2 separate regions of the Gossypium hirsutum genome follow, and region 2 is linked to region 1. The links are chromatin contacts, called in public Hi-C maps. All regions are on one chromosome and are shown on one strand. Each heading gives the region's core, a stretch centred on a gene start, on an enhancer-like site or on the middle of the called end of the contact. The rest is flanking DNA. Distances are from core to core; before and after follow the strand shown. Region 1 holds the start of LOC107928752 (bifunctional TH2 protein, mitochondrial). Region 2 has its middle 6.4 kb from the start of LOC121223833.

Evidence for each region. Hi-C and Micro-C count contacts between places; a contact is called where the count stands out from the background.
Region 2: a contact with region 1 is called in a Hi-C map of leaf, with 1.5 times the contacts expected there. The contact joins the enhancer-like site here to the promoter of LOC107928752 in region 1. A contact is called at or near these places in 4 of 34 Hi-C or Micro-C datasets (anther, hypocotyl and leaf).

What each region holds. Positions count from the first base shown.
Region 1 is chrD11:56,643,088-56,650,656 of Gossypium_hirsutum_v2.1, forward strand. LOC107928752 (bifunctional TH2 protein, mitochondrial) reads left to right here and starts at 2,508. Exons shown (of 6, transcript XM_016860008.2): 1 at 2,508-2,957; 2 at 3,788-3,896; 3 at 4,517-4,807; 4 at 4,929-5,343; 5 at 5,442-5,705; 6 at 5,834-6,393. The coding sequence starts at 2,632. The coding sequence ends at 6,249.
Region 2 is chrD11:56,716,301-56,724,081 of Gossypium_hirsutum_v2.1, forward strand. It overlaps the pseudogene LOC107928715. Among protein-coding and RNA genes, the nearest start is that of LOC121223833, 6.4 kb to the right of the region's middle. Within about 2 kb of position 5,056, at least 6 of the 9 cell types and tissues checked have an H3K27ac peak or open chromatin away from gene starts, as enhancers often do.

The sequences.
Region 1 (7,569 bases), core at 1,258-3,757:
ATTCATTCTTGAAATGTCCCGGCTTTCCACAATGATAGCATGAACCCTTTTGTTTCTTTTTGAACTTAGGTGCTCTATCAGTCTGATTGAACTTTCTCTTGAATGGTTTAGTAGTCTGTACTTCCTCCGTAACATGTACTTTGGCATTTTCAGAATTTAGGTTCTAATCTTGTTTTCGATACTCTTCTTCAATACGAAGATGATTTGCCAAAGCCTCAAGAGATATTTCCTCTTTTTTATGTTTTAGACTTCTTTTAAATTCTTTCCAAGATGGAAGAAGTTTGTCTATTATGGTGGATACCACAATCATTTCATCCATTTTCATATCATATTTCTTAAATTGATTCAGCATCTTTTCAATATCACGAAATTGTTCCATAACAGAACGACCATCAACCATTTTATAATTATTGAAACGATTGGCAAGAAATTTCTTACTTGTAACATCTTTAGTCATGTATCTTGCCTCCAATTTGTCCCATAATTCTTTAGCGGTGACCTCATTTTGGTAGGTGTCTAACAAACCATCAGATAAACCATTCAATATGTGGCTCATGCACATGTAGTTAGCATTGTCCCATTTTTGTCTTTCTCGGGTTGCAGCAACAGATTTGTTTTCATTCTCTTCAGGTCTTGGAGTATCCAAAACATAAGCAATCTTCAAAGTTGATAATAAGAAGTGCATCTTTTTCTGCCATCGTCGAAAATTGCCACCATCAAACCGATCAAGTTTAACAAATTTAGAAGCCAACTCCCTTAGTGTTCCACTTTCATGTGTTGTGGTAGTCATAATGAATTATAACCTTAAAATTGTTAGTTCAAAACTCTGGTAAGGAAAATCTCGAACACACGATCGAAACTCAAACAGAAAAAGAAGAAATAGGACAGGCTCCAAGGCGTGTATCAAGCCACTATCTTTAAGGTTATATTCGCCCCCACCTACCTTCGGTGTGCAAATGAGTTCCAAGCAAATTAACCTCGAGGATACAATGAAGCCAATGACTATTTGCGTTTTGCACTGACGAGAATAGTCCACTATGCACTGAGCAATGTATAACAAAAACTCAATTTCTACAAAGGATTTCTGCAGTAATACTTTATAGAATAATCTAATAATATTAGAAAATGAAGGAAGGAAAGAAAGAATATTAGAATTTGTTGATATGATTTCCAAATGAAATCCCATTCCTATTTATAGGAATTTTCATGTCTCTTCATAGAGACATCTTTCAATAGGTGTATTTATGAATAAATAAATAATAATTATTCATTTAATTTTGTAACTATTCAAATAATATTTTTTGAATACTTATAATTCTTTTTTAAAAAATCAAATGATATAACTTTGACCAATGACCAAAAATTTTATCTTTTGATTAATTACACACATTCATTTATAGTTATTAGGATACTATAAATATTTAAAAATGTTCCAACAAGGTATAGGGTGTTGCACCTTCCTCCCTTAGCCAACAACTCGTAGAAGCCATTGTACACTAGAGAGTTTCCTTAAGTAAAATACCTCATTCCATAACTAGCACCCTACTTTTATGAATAATTTTAATCAAACAGAAACTTTTACCATGGCCAAGTTGTCCACACAAGAAACAATAAAGCATAAGATTCTCATATTGGAAATGAGCATAAAGCTAACATTTTTGCAAAACAACAAAATTTTTTCATTTTTCAACGAACTACGACCATCCACTCTTAAATGAATAAGCATTAAATTTCGAATTTCACGAGAAATAGACTTTGCATTAAAATCAATAAACTTCCCAATGAAATTCCTTATTGTCTTGCCATGACATGAGACATTAAGCCACGGGGAAGATCATGAACCTTCAGCCCAAAATCTACAAAATATAGTGAAACTTGCAAATGATCCTCGCCATCCTCCAATCTATAAGTTACTGGAGGTGGTTATTGAACGTCCATAAACCCCCATTTACCACCCTATCAATATCCACCTCATAATAAAATTGGAAGAGAAAATGCTTCTCACCCAAATATGTGATAAAAACACCTCCTAATAGATGCCAAATATTTGTCAATGTAGTGAGTATTGATTGAAAAACACTCAAGAGAAGGCATCCAAAGAAACAAAACTCATAACTAGAAACCAATTCATCCTCCTCCAAATTAAGTTGCCAGGCCTCTTCTTCACCACCGTTAGTAGTAAGACCAGCAATTTTGCTTTCCATAAAGAAAATCCTAATCAAACCGGAGGAAAGAAATGAAAAAGAATATTTTTAATAGAACATGCTACAAGAGCAGATTATATTATGTCTTATGACACATCAAATACAAATAATAATCTTTATCGAAATGCTATTCACAACTAAGATCCATATTGAAAATCAAATGAAAAAGCTTGGGGGTTTTATCTAGTTGCGAATTGAGAAGAAAAAAAGTAAACAATAAAAAAGAATACTAAATATGGTACAGACAGATAAAATTATAGATATGTAGTATAAATGTCCATAATAAATTAAAGAAACAATTTCCTTTTTCACATCAAAACAAATAGATAAAATAAAACACATTCCCTCCCTTTTCACACACTCTCCGCTCCTTTCCTCCGCCATTACTACCAAAAGCAACTGCCATCTCCCCTCTTCTCTTTCCTTGATGCGCTTACTCTTTTCTTCTTCTCCCCACCCGATCCCAACTCTCTTCCGACTCGCCCGATCCCACCGCCCAGTCTGCTCATCGCCACCTCCACCTACTTGGAGATCGTCCAATCCAATGGCGATCCTTCCAAAGTCCTCGGCTGCTGCTGTTATCCCCTCAGAGGAGCGTCTAGCGACAAGGTTCTGGATCAAGTATCGTAGGGAATCCGTGCTTTCTCTTTACTCGCCTTTTGCTCTTTGTTTGGCTTCTGGGTCTCTCAAGATCGAAACTTTTCGTCATTATATTGCCCAAGATGTACACTTTCTCAAAGCCTTTGCTCATGCGTGAGTCCTTTTTTTTTCGCTTTGTTTTTATTTCGCCTTTTTGATGGATTTTTCATTCTGGGTTTTATTTGTTTTGGCGAATGTGTTTTTGGGTTTATATGCATTTTTTTTTCTTTTTTGTTTGATTTATTTGCTTATTTTGTATTATTGTATAGTTGCTTATATAAGAAGATGGAAGGGAATTGAAATCACAATCTTAGATTTTGTTTATGGAGATTGATTTTTGCCCGTGTTTAGATGCATCGAATTGAAAATTGACGAAAATTGAAGAATAGGCATAACCATTTTATCCTTTGGTATTGTCCTATTGGTGCATGCTTCTGCATCCTTGCTGATATTCTGTTTGAAGGAAATGATCATGGTTTTTGCTTTGACTTGTTGGGTTGCGAAAAGTGAGAGTTTGAGATCGAGATCGTCCTTTTTTTGCAACTCTGTTCATGTCTGAGAGTTACATTTCTATAATGAGATTGTTATAGCTAACTTCAACCCGCTTCCTAGTTTTGGTTGCTGAGAAAGTGTAGGAGAAGAAGATGAATGTAACTTTAATTTCTAATTGCCACTTGGTTGCTTAAGTAATTATTCCGATGTTTATTTTCTTTTCTTTGTGTCAACTTTCTCAGCAACCAATTGGAGGGTTATATGGTTATTATTTGGGGAAAAAGTAATTATATTGCTTGAGGTGAGTTTCAGTTTCCAGAATTTAAATTGACATGTAGTGGTAAGTTAAAAGAATATTTTGTTCTCTTAGCTAGTTTTAGTTAGAACTGCCTTGTGTTGTTTTTATGTAGGTCCGTAATTGATTTCTTGTTTTTTTCTGATCTGGGTTGTAGATATGAATTGGCAGAAGACTGTGCTGATGATGATGATGCTAAGTTAGCGATCTCAGAGTTAAGGAAGGGTATATTAGAGGAGCTAAAAATGCATAATTCTTTTGTACAGGTATGGTAAAAGGATTCTTCTTTTCCATTGCTTAGTAAATGCTCAATTATTGGAAAGTTAAGATAAAAAATGGAAATTAAATCTCATCCTTTGCCATTGCTTAGAGATTTTATAAAACATCTGATCACCAAGTATTTGATATATTGGTGTCTAGGAGATGTCAACATAGGTCCAACTGGCATATGATATCATCTCCAATAGAACTTTATGCATGAGTTTTTGTACATTGCTTGGAAATCATTTTCCTTTTGATTCTTTCTTTCTGACGATATAGATGGCTAGCGTGTGAAATGTGCAGTTTTCTACATGGATGACAATTTCCAATTGGATGAGGGTTGGACTTTGATATTATAATTCCAGTAATCCATCAGTCAGAGAAATCTTATAAAGAGACTTGAGGAATTAATCATACTTTTTAATTGAATAATTACTATCTGCTTTGTTAGCTCTCTAAGATGGGTCACTTATTGGTCTGAATTACTATCTTAAAACAAATTGTAAGGCTTCTTAGCTCTCTAAGATAGGTCACTTAATAATCTGAGTGTCTCTTTAGTTCTTGTCTCTTTAGTTCTTGTCTTGTTAAAGGGTATGTTATTGGTCTGAATGCTGGAGTTCTGCAGGAATGGGGTTCTGACTGTGTCAACGAGAGCCCTGTCAATTCTGCAACTTTGAAGTATACAGAATTCTTGCTGGCAACAGCTTCTGGGAAGGTTGAAGGACTAAAAGCTCCAGGAAAACTCGCCACTCCATTTGAGAAAACAAAAATTGCAGCTTACACTCTAGGTGCCATGACGCCTTGCATGAGGCTGTATGCCTTCTTGGGCAAGGAGTTCCAGAGACTTCTAGAACCCTATGAGCACAACCACCCATACAAAAAGTGGATTGAGAATTATTCTTCTGAAAGTTTTCAGGTATGGTATTGATTACATTCATTGTTTTTAGTGGTCAACTTGATTGTAGTCTCAGAGCTAAAATCTTTAAATAAATTTCCCTTCAAATCGCACAGCTCAACTATTGATTCTTTGAATTTAGGCATCAGCTCTGCAAACCGAAGACTTGCTGGATAAACTTAGTGTCCCTTTGACTGGCGAGGAACTAAACATCATTGAGAAACTTTACCACCAGGCAATGAAACTTGAAATAGAGTTCTTCTATAGTCAACCTCTTACACAGCCTACTATTGCTCCTCTGACTAAGCAGCATGACCCTGAACAAGATCATCTTATGATATTTTCTGATTTTGATCTTACTTGCACAGTTGTTGATTCATCTGCCATTTTGGCAGAGATAGCAATAGTAACAGCCCCAAAACCTGATCAGAACCAACCGGCAAGTCAAATTGCTAGGATGTCATTTGCTGAGTTGAGGAACACCTGGGGTCTACTCTCCACACAATACACAGAAGAGTATGAACAATGCATAGAAAGCATTTTGCCTTCTGAGAAAGGTACAATTCTTAACTATGTGTAATCTTCAAAAAAAGTGTCTGGATAACATTGAAATTAGTTTCTTTATATTGATTTTATACTTCCTATGGTTTTACAGTGGAGTTCAACTATGAAACTTTGCATAAAGCACTTGAGCAACTCTCAGACTTTGAGAAAAGGGCAAATTCTAGGGTGATTGAGTCAGGGGTACTTAAGGGCCTAAACCTTGAAGACATTAAACGAGCCGGTCAAAGGCTGATTCTTCAAGATGGTTGCATTAGCTTCTTTCAGAAAATCACAAAGAATAAAAGTCTTAATGCCAATATCCATGTTCTTTCTTATTGTTGGTGCGGTGATCTCATCCGGACAGCTTTTTCTTCAGGTAGGTTTGTTCTCTCCCAATAGCTCTCTTTCTGAGTGTGATGTGATTCAACTATTTAATGTCTCTTGAAAACTGAATGTCTGAATTTATCCCTTGACCATTAATACTGAGAAATTTTGTTGAGACAGGAGGCGTGGATGTTTTGAACATACACGCAAATGAATTCAATTATGAAGAATCAATATCCACAGGCGAAATTGTTTGGAAAGTACAGTCCCCTATCGACAAGATTCAAGCTTTCAATGATATCTTACAAGATTGTAGCAATGAGAGAAAGAAGTTGAGTGTTTACATAGGAGACTCAGTAGGGGATCTGCTGTGTCTGGTGAAGGCAGATATAGGGATTGTGATAGGATCAAGTTCAAGCCTAAGGAAAGTTGGGAGTCAATATGGTGTTTCATTTGTCCCATTGTTCCCAGGCTTGGTTAAGAAACAGAAGGAATTTGGTGAAGGAGCCAGCCCTTGTATTTGGAAGGGGCAATCTGGAATTCTTTACACTGCTTCTAGTTGGGATGATATTCACGCCTTCATTTTGGGGTGGTAGAATTTATTATTTTATTCTTATTATTATCATCTTGTTATTAGTTTAGGACAAGTGAAGCAATTATTTTCTTTTCTTTTATACAAGTGACTGATTTACAATCAGAGCAAGGTGCAGCAATCCAAAATGAAAACCTGTTTGATGGTATTGGGCAGCTGCCATTGGAATCCTTAAAAAATGACAATATTATGTAATTATTTTTTAGGTATATTTTAAAAAATTAATTACAAAAATGAAACGTGAAGGTTTTTTATTCTCGTTTATGAAGTTTTTCAAAAATATTATTGTTAGTCAATGTATCAAAATAAATCATTATTGCAAGTAGTATCTCATTTTAACTTTGAATAGAGTATTATTTTCATAGAAAAAGCTTCAAATGACCATATATTACGTTTGTAGGTTTAGTATGCAGTGTATAACGTTTGTAGGTATTGTATACATTGTACGTTATACAAACTTAAACAGGTTATCGATTGAGTTTTAGTTCGATTGACATTAACATTGTTGTTAGTACAGGAGGACATATTCTTATCTATAATGAAATTAATGTTCACTAAATATTTAAACACCTTTAATAAGAGCATTATCTTTTTATCTTTTGAATGAAAATGATACTTGAAATCCAAATATTGGGTTGGAAAAAAAGAACGTAAAAATTTAATTAGTGTTACCATCAATGTTATTTAAAAGAACTATGATACAAACCTAAGTGATTCATGCATCTATTTAAATAATAATTATGAATTTCATTCCTTTCAAAAATAAAAATTTGTCTCTATTTTAATTTGTTAAAATTTTATCTTCATATTTTATAAAAATAAAAAAGTTAGTTCAATTAAATAATACTATTAAACACTATGGTGAATTCATTGACTTGAAAATTAATAGGGCAACACTTTATACACTCGGAATTAGTAAAGGAATAAATCTCAAAATTATACATAAAATTTGATTTAATGTGTAATTTGATACATAAATTTTGATTTGGTACAATTATATACACGAAAATTTGATAGTGGTTCAAATATATACATGAAACTTTAATTTCGAATTCAATCATACACATTTAAAGAAATAAATACATCAATTTATTTATATATTGGATAAATATATTTATCTCTGTATGCAATATATAAATATAAAATGACGCTATATCAATAATTGTGTTAATAATTTGTGAGTTGAATCAAATCAAAATTTCATGTATAAAATTGCACAAAATTAAAGTTCATGTATAAAATTATACATTAAACTAATGTTCATGTATAAATTTGAAATTTATCTCATTTGCAAATAAGTAATTTAACTATTTATATGCAACAA
Region 2 (7,781 bases), core at 3,806-6,305, 76 kb after region 1:
TTAATAGATATTTAATTTAAAATTTTATTATTATTTAAAAATAATTCACTTAATAAATTACGTTTTTAAATAAAAAGTAATACGTCAACTTGCTTTTGCTATAAAATTAAACTTTTTCTCCCTCAAACAATTTGGTGGATTAATTCATCAAATTTGAAGAATATTCAGCATCTCTCCTAAAGATGGTTACAAGTTGGGATTCGGATTGACAACCTTTTCAATAGCACGCTATAACCTTATATATATATATATAAAGCTTTTTATTAAGTTTAATCCCCAGTTATGGATGGTACTATAAAGTTTGAAAGTGGACAGTGGCAATAATTAATGATCTGAAACATCCTTTATGGAATATTTGCTTCTTAATTCTTTGGTGGATTGTCTGGTTGTCATAAATGTTCTTTAGTACATAACTGAAAGCAATATTACAGCCTTACTTTAATGGAGCTTTGTAACCTTTAAAATTTCATTTCACTTTTGTCAAAAATTGCTTTTGTTAGGTACATTAGGCAATCCATGAGGTGGGATTTATTTATTTGTTTATTTATAATCAAGGTTTGCAGCAGGGCAGGTGGAATATCTTAAGCAAACTCTGCTGGCTTCCAGAAAAAAAATAACAATAATACTCAGCTTTGTCAAAAGCTTTTTGTATAAAATTTACAGGATAAATTAAAGATAAAGTTTTCGTTTTGATCATTTAACTAAAAAAATTATAATTTAATTATTGAATTATTTGAAAACTTTCATTTAAGTCACTAAATTATTCAAAAAATTTTATTGAAATCACTAGCCTGTTAAGTTTTTTTTAAGAAAAAGTTCAATTTGCGAGATCCAAGCGACGATTCCACGATCAATACGATAGATCAATATTCATCAACGAGTAGAAGAACATACATTAAATCCAAATCGATCTAACGGCTAGTATCAGAAATCAGAGAAAAAAGTTGTTTGAATTTTAGTTTACAGGTTCATTATATCTAAAGCTATTTCATGAAAAAAAAATTGAATTGTAGAACAAAAGGGGAAAAAGATCTTTAAATTGGTGTAGACAATGTGAATAAAGAAAGCAATAAAACATCAATTTTAACAGCCCAACAACTTAAACTTAAATGAAAACCTTTAAATAGTTCAATGATTAAATTGTAACTTTTTTTTTTAGTTAAGTAACCAAAACAAAAACTTAGCATATAAGTAATTTGGTTGGCATCAACATTATCTCAATGTAAGAAAAGAAGGATTTGAACATGCTAAAATGTTTTATCCTCTATTTAAGAGTTAAAGAAAGTTATGCCTATAAGTAATTCTAAGGATGGTATAAATACAATTATCCAAAAAGATCTTTGTAATTTGTAAGTTGATGAGAATCACTGTATTTTGTATTCCATGTCATCAAAATTTAAGGTTGTTATTCGTTAATCGAATCCAAATTTGGGTTAATGGAATCATTGGTGAAGCAGCAAAAAAATTTACATTAAAATCTTCAATTTCTCGGATAATCTTTATCCCGTATCCTTGTAGAAAAATTCCCTTGGCAGAGTTCCAAAATATATGGCCTTAATTTCCATGGTTTCAAATGATTGTACCTTCAACCAATTTGTCAAATATAAGGTTTGCACTAGCATCCATCTTCATGACATTTTGGACCGTCAAACTGTTTCCATTCTTTATTTGCTGACTTTGGCAAAACATTGGAAACTTAATCCAATTGTTTTCAATCCATGAACAGATCTAATCATTATTTTCAAAGATGACAAGAAATGATCAAAGATCAATGATGCATGAGTTGAGTAGGGGCAGGAAAAGGAATACTTAATTTCAAACGTGTGTGAAAGTACTGAACCGAAAGAATGATGTTACAACAAACACCTAGTATAGAAAATTTGTTTTTATAATTTGACAATTTTCTGCAATATTCTACAAATTAATTGTTGTGATTGTATGTTAAATAAAATGCAACATTAAAAGGAAAAATGTAGTGGTGGTAAGTACCATGAACAATTTTGAAGCCTTCTATCAACATAAGAAACATTCCCTCGATTGCGTGGTGTCCCGGTCTTCACAACCTTTCAAGAATGACCTAATTGCAAGATGCTCCGAAGCATATGTCATAAAAGATGCTAATATAATCCCTCCGACTACCATTAGACCCAACCTGGTATGAAAATGTCATGGACCATGAAAATTAATCAGACTGATTTGAGAACATTTTAAAGAATTTCAAACATTTGATTCAACGGTTTAACACCCAAAACCATGTCGACAAGTACACACGAAGAAACAAAGCCGGCAACCTGCAACTTATTCTTTTCCCTTTTCCTTTTTCAGATTTGAACAAACTGTCTTTTAAAAATGTTCGGAGAAAACAAGGATATACCACTAGAAATTACCTCAAGAACAGAGCGGTGATCCCGAAAATACATGGCAAGGATGGGGCCACAATAACCAGAAAGGCCATCCCTAACCCGTAGTACCAAGAAACAATATCACAAGAGGATGCCTGTAGATGATCTAAAAAGGAACATACAAGTCTTGTAAACCAACAGTATTAGACGAATATGAAAAGAGAACTCACATTGTATTTTATCATGACTATGTACAATATTTTATGTATTTGTTCCAAGTAAATAAACCTTTTTTAGGATCGGAATTAAACAAATCTGTATCAGCAGAAACTGGGGTCAGTTGCGTCACTATTCTCCTTCCCCGCTGATAAATCAAATGAAGAAAAGCTCCAAACAAAAGAAAGAAGATTGTAAACGTCCACTCATTGTGGAGGCACAATTGCGATAGAAATTCCAAGGGACACCACAGCAGCCATAAAACATACAAAAACAGAAATGCCACCCAGGTAGACAGGCACCTTGGTCTGTGAACCATTATGAAACAGGATAACGTTACATCAAAAAAAAAAAGAAGAGAAGAAATAACAATTCACAGCATATTTCCATAGACTGATTATGAACCAGAAAGAATTCAGCTTAAAAGATGAAGGAACCTAACTGGATTATTAACATTAATGTTAGATGATGAAGATACACCACTGTAAGCAACTGTTCCACTTGATCTAATTATGAAGTAAAGGTGTCTGATGTGATTGCATAATGAAGTTCTGAAAAGAGAGCCCCCTGTCTGCACCAAAAAACTGATATGGTTTGGGAACAGGACAGCACACATCTATGCATTGATTTAGAAAAAGTAAAATAATTTGTATCCACTAACCTGAAGAAAAGAACGATAGTAACAAAAGACAAGAACACAGAAAGGTAACAGGAAAGGAATTTGACCAAAAGCTCATCATTCGGATTTTTGCCTCCTCCAGTACCAATGAGGGTTTCTTCAAGTCGTTCCCTAACATTCTACAGAATTAGCAAATAAATCACATTTGGCAGTTGTCCTAACATTCAGAGCTTTTAATATAAATTTGCCAATGAGTCGATATACCTGCCAGACATCAACCAGTTTTAATAGCCAAGATGAAGTTCACTCTCATCTACCATCCACTGAGAAAGAAGACATCAAGAAATCAGGATACTTATCAGAAAATAATAACTTAGTTTCTGTTTTTTGTTTTTGCATAAAGTCTCATCACTTTATAGTGAAAAAGATGTCCTGAAAATCAAAGAAAAGAATTGAAACAAATCCTTGTGATCTAAAAACAAGAGAAAGCCACAAAAGTCTGTCATCATAATGTATGTAACAGTACCTTGTTGGCAAGCATGTAAAGCCCAACATCTGCATTGTATAGAGTAGAGAGTTGCTCCATCTCAGGAACAGGTCGGACTTTCAACACCTCCTGAGGTATATTAGGGTCAAAAACATGGGAATTTGGGAAACCAGAGTAATAAGAATTCAGAAATCCCTGATCTCCTCCAGTATAAGATGGCAAAGTATTCACTTTGCTCATCATGTCATTGAAAACAGCCTCAGATGGTTCAACTACCATGACTCCTGAATTTAGCCTCTCAGAATGCTTCAAATTTGCACAGAATTTCTCACATTTAAAAAGATCTTCAATGCTTTTGACTACTATAGTATCTGCATCAAGATATACAACTGCACAAGCAAACTCCAACAGTGAAACACTGCAACTCACCAGAAGAAACATAAACATAAAAGGAATAATGGACTAAAACACAACTAGAATAGCTAACAATAGAAGAGATGCAAGAAAACCAATAGAAGATACTTACAGGAAACATATTTCTTGTTCTAGATTTTACTCTTTAAGAAAGAGAACTTTTCAGGATACGGGTGTTCTTTTATGCAATAAATGGGTTAGCAAATCACAAGCTGCTACCAAATTAGGTGCAAACTTTTAAATACATTCATTTAAAATTTTCCAACCTTATTGGAGTTACTTTGGAGGGCTTCTGTACATTTAAATTTGCTCATTACTTAGATGGTCTCATGTTATTCACATCGCATTGAATTTATGCTCTGCAGTACATCAAATATAAGCTAAAACTCTATCCATCCATTGTCCTATCTACCAACGAAAATGAACCATAAACAGAACTCCAGAAAAAAGAAGTTTTACCTTTTTTGTAGTTAGTCATATTAAAAATTTTCAATTTGGTATAAACACCCCAAAACCTCTTTGGCCGAACTTGATTTGGATTCACCAATAAACTAATATTCTCCACTATCCAACCATCAGCCTGCTCAATTAACCACCATTGCAAAATGAAAAATGAAGTTAAAACAAATGTTAAAAATTCAAACTTCAGTTTATTATGCCGAAAGAGCAATGCCAAGACTTTTTATAAATTTTGTCAGTGAACTAACAGAGCATTAACTGTAAAGCCAATAATTACAGAGCATCAATAAATATCATTTTTGTGGTTTTTTTCAAAAAATTATAAAGTAACCGACTGTGAGGATCGTAATTTTCTATGAAAATATGGAAATAAATATAAAAGTAAAGGGATCGCCAAATTGTAACCTCGAGAAGCTTCTTGGCGTAATCGGAGACGCCGTCGGAGACCAAAACAACCATCTCTTTAGTTGATCCAGTGTCCCTTATCGACTTTCAAAAACCCTAACTCCCAAAAGGAACCCATCTCCATAAAGCAGCGTCACGCAAGCTTGTTTCGATGAATATTGAGCTTTAGCCCCCAAAGCCAACTTGGATTGGATCGTAACCAGAAGAACTAGAAACAGGATCCAGAGTTTTGGGAATTTCATAGTATTTATTTGCTCGAGATAATGATCCAGATTTTCTCGAGAAGCAACAAAAAATTCGGTTTCTTTTCACTTGTGTTGGATCGAAGGAAGCTCTAAAAGTTTATGAATGCAGTGGCGGTTTGGTGGAGCAGAAGCTTCTTCCTTTCTGTATTTTTTTCTCTCTCTCATTTTAGTTGTCAAACATTGGAAATATTTTAACAAGGGATAGTATACCATTTGGTATACCATTTGGTACCTAATATTTTAATATTTAATTTGGTACTTGAATATTTTAATGATCAATTTAGTATCTGAGTTTGTTCAATTTGATACTTCAATATTTTTTATCTCATTTAAGCATATGAGTTTCAGTTTAATGTTATGTTTGCTACTCTAGCATTTTTTATGTCCCAAATTAAACATTAAAACAAAAAGAATACCAAATAATATTTTAGTCCTTTATCAAAAAAGGTTAAAATTAAAGTTTTGTTTTATTTTTTCTATTTTTTTTAAAAAAAAAGTTACATTATTTTATCATTATTTTTTAAAGCTTTCACTGAATTGTAATATCACTTGCAATTCCATCCCTTTTATGTCATTTACATCTTAAGTAAATTATAGCAAAATGTACAAGTTTGCATATGAACCTAAAATATTATATTTAATAATTTATCATTTCATTTCAATTAAAACCCTCATTTGTTTATTATTTTAATTTTTTATAATATATTTGTTATATAATTTTTTTGTCATAACATAAAACTAGTAAAAAAATTAAATAAAAATATTAGTTAATTATGTTTTCTTAATTAAAAAAATTTATTCCCATGTGTTAAGGGTAGGAATCAACAAGGGAGGATCATGATGGTTTCTAATGGTTCACCTAGCTAAATGTGATGTGGAGAGTCATTGTGGACAGTGGTCAGAAGGGTAGATGGAAAAGAAGGGCGTAAAGTCAGGAATAAAGGAGAGAGAGAGCGATTCAGTCTTCAAATTTGGGAGTCATTGTTGGTTATATAAGGTGGGTTGTAATCGTGAGGAGTCACCTGTCTTAGTATTATTGGTGACTGGGGGTGATTATAGTAGTTGGTCGACCATGGTAGGTTTGGGCTTAGGTGTGGCTGTTAGGGTGGCGATTGGACAAGCTGCCAATCGTGTTAGAAGAATTAGTGTCTGGCGATTGGTGTCATAAATGATGGTTTTGTGGGGTCCACACATGGTTTATGTGCAAGTATGCCTAGAGCAAGGGGTTCTCATATCGTGGTTGAGCAAAGTGTTAGGCGAGGAGTTCGCACATTCAGTACTTCGGAAGGTGAAAAATGAGGAGTTTTCCCGATGTGTGGATTTGGTTCTCGAGGAGTGGCATTCTGGGTATATTTTTTAGGGTGTTGACCCTAATCCTTGAGGAGTTTTGCGCGAGGGTTTAAAGGTATAACAATTAACCTTCAGTCCAGAGGGAAGTTATAAAACCTCCCTCTAGACATTGCTATGTGTCAACTAAGTTCGAAGTGTTCGTTAGGATTTTTGAATTTGATTTGTCTTGGCTTTGGCGTATGTAACATACGTTTGGTTTGCATTGTTTCTCCTTTCTATTTGTGCATGCACTTGCATTGATTGCCATGGGGTACCGTTCATTCTCAATAAATGGCAAAGTTTGTTTCTCTTATGATATGTCATTTCGCTGGATACGTGTCTATTGTATGTGGATTGTACTTCGTCACTTGTTTTAAAAGCTTCCTTAGTTGAAAAAACCGCTATAATTTTTTTGATTTTTTTACCCCAATGATGTTTTATTATAGTTGAAGTGTTTTCAGAGTCAAATTTCTTGTTTCTTGCTTCTTTTTTTCTTTCTTTCTTTTAAGTGGTAGTTCTTCGTTTTTCTGGAGTTAGTTAAACTTCAAGCTTTGGTAAGTTTCTTTTATAGATCTTGTTTTTCCGTGTTGGTAGAGTGAGAATGGTGAGGAGTAACCTATTAGGAAATGTACTCATATTGTAGTAAACATGTAATTGTTTTCTATTTATTTGAATGATGAATAAATAAATAAAGTTAATTTCACATTTCATTGTTATGTTTTTCGTGTTTTTGTCTTTCATGTTTTGTATGCATAGCGAAATTGTGACAAGAAAATATTAGTTAATTGATTGTCTAATTTCAAACTGATGATAAGTGACACTGTAAGAACTTTTACATTTCGAGAAAGATAACTTACTTCAATAGATAATCTAAACAAGTCTGTAATCCCGTAAAAGAATCAAAATGAGCATTTGATTCAAATATTTAGAATGATTATTATGTCATCTACAATTCCAATTGAGGAGATGACTAGTATTAGCTATCGGAGTAGTTGACTCCACGGGTAGAGACATAGATGTATTCATTGGAAGAATGATACATTAGACTAGACTCAAGATGAATTAATTCTGAATCTATTTATGAACTAATTCACTTATGACGTTCATGGTGTGATTTACTTGAATTTTGAGTTAGCCACAAACCATTGGAAACACGAAAATATACACACTTTTTCATGACCTTTAAAACTCAAGTTTATGCATTTTGATAAAAATTATTGTCAAAAAATATTTAATTATTATAAAATAATTAAATTGTACTTAAA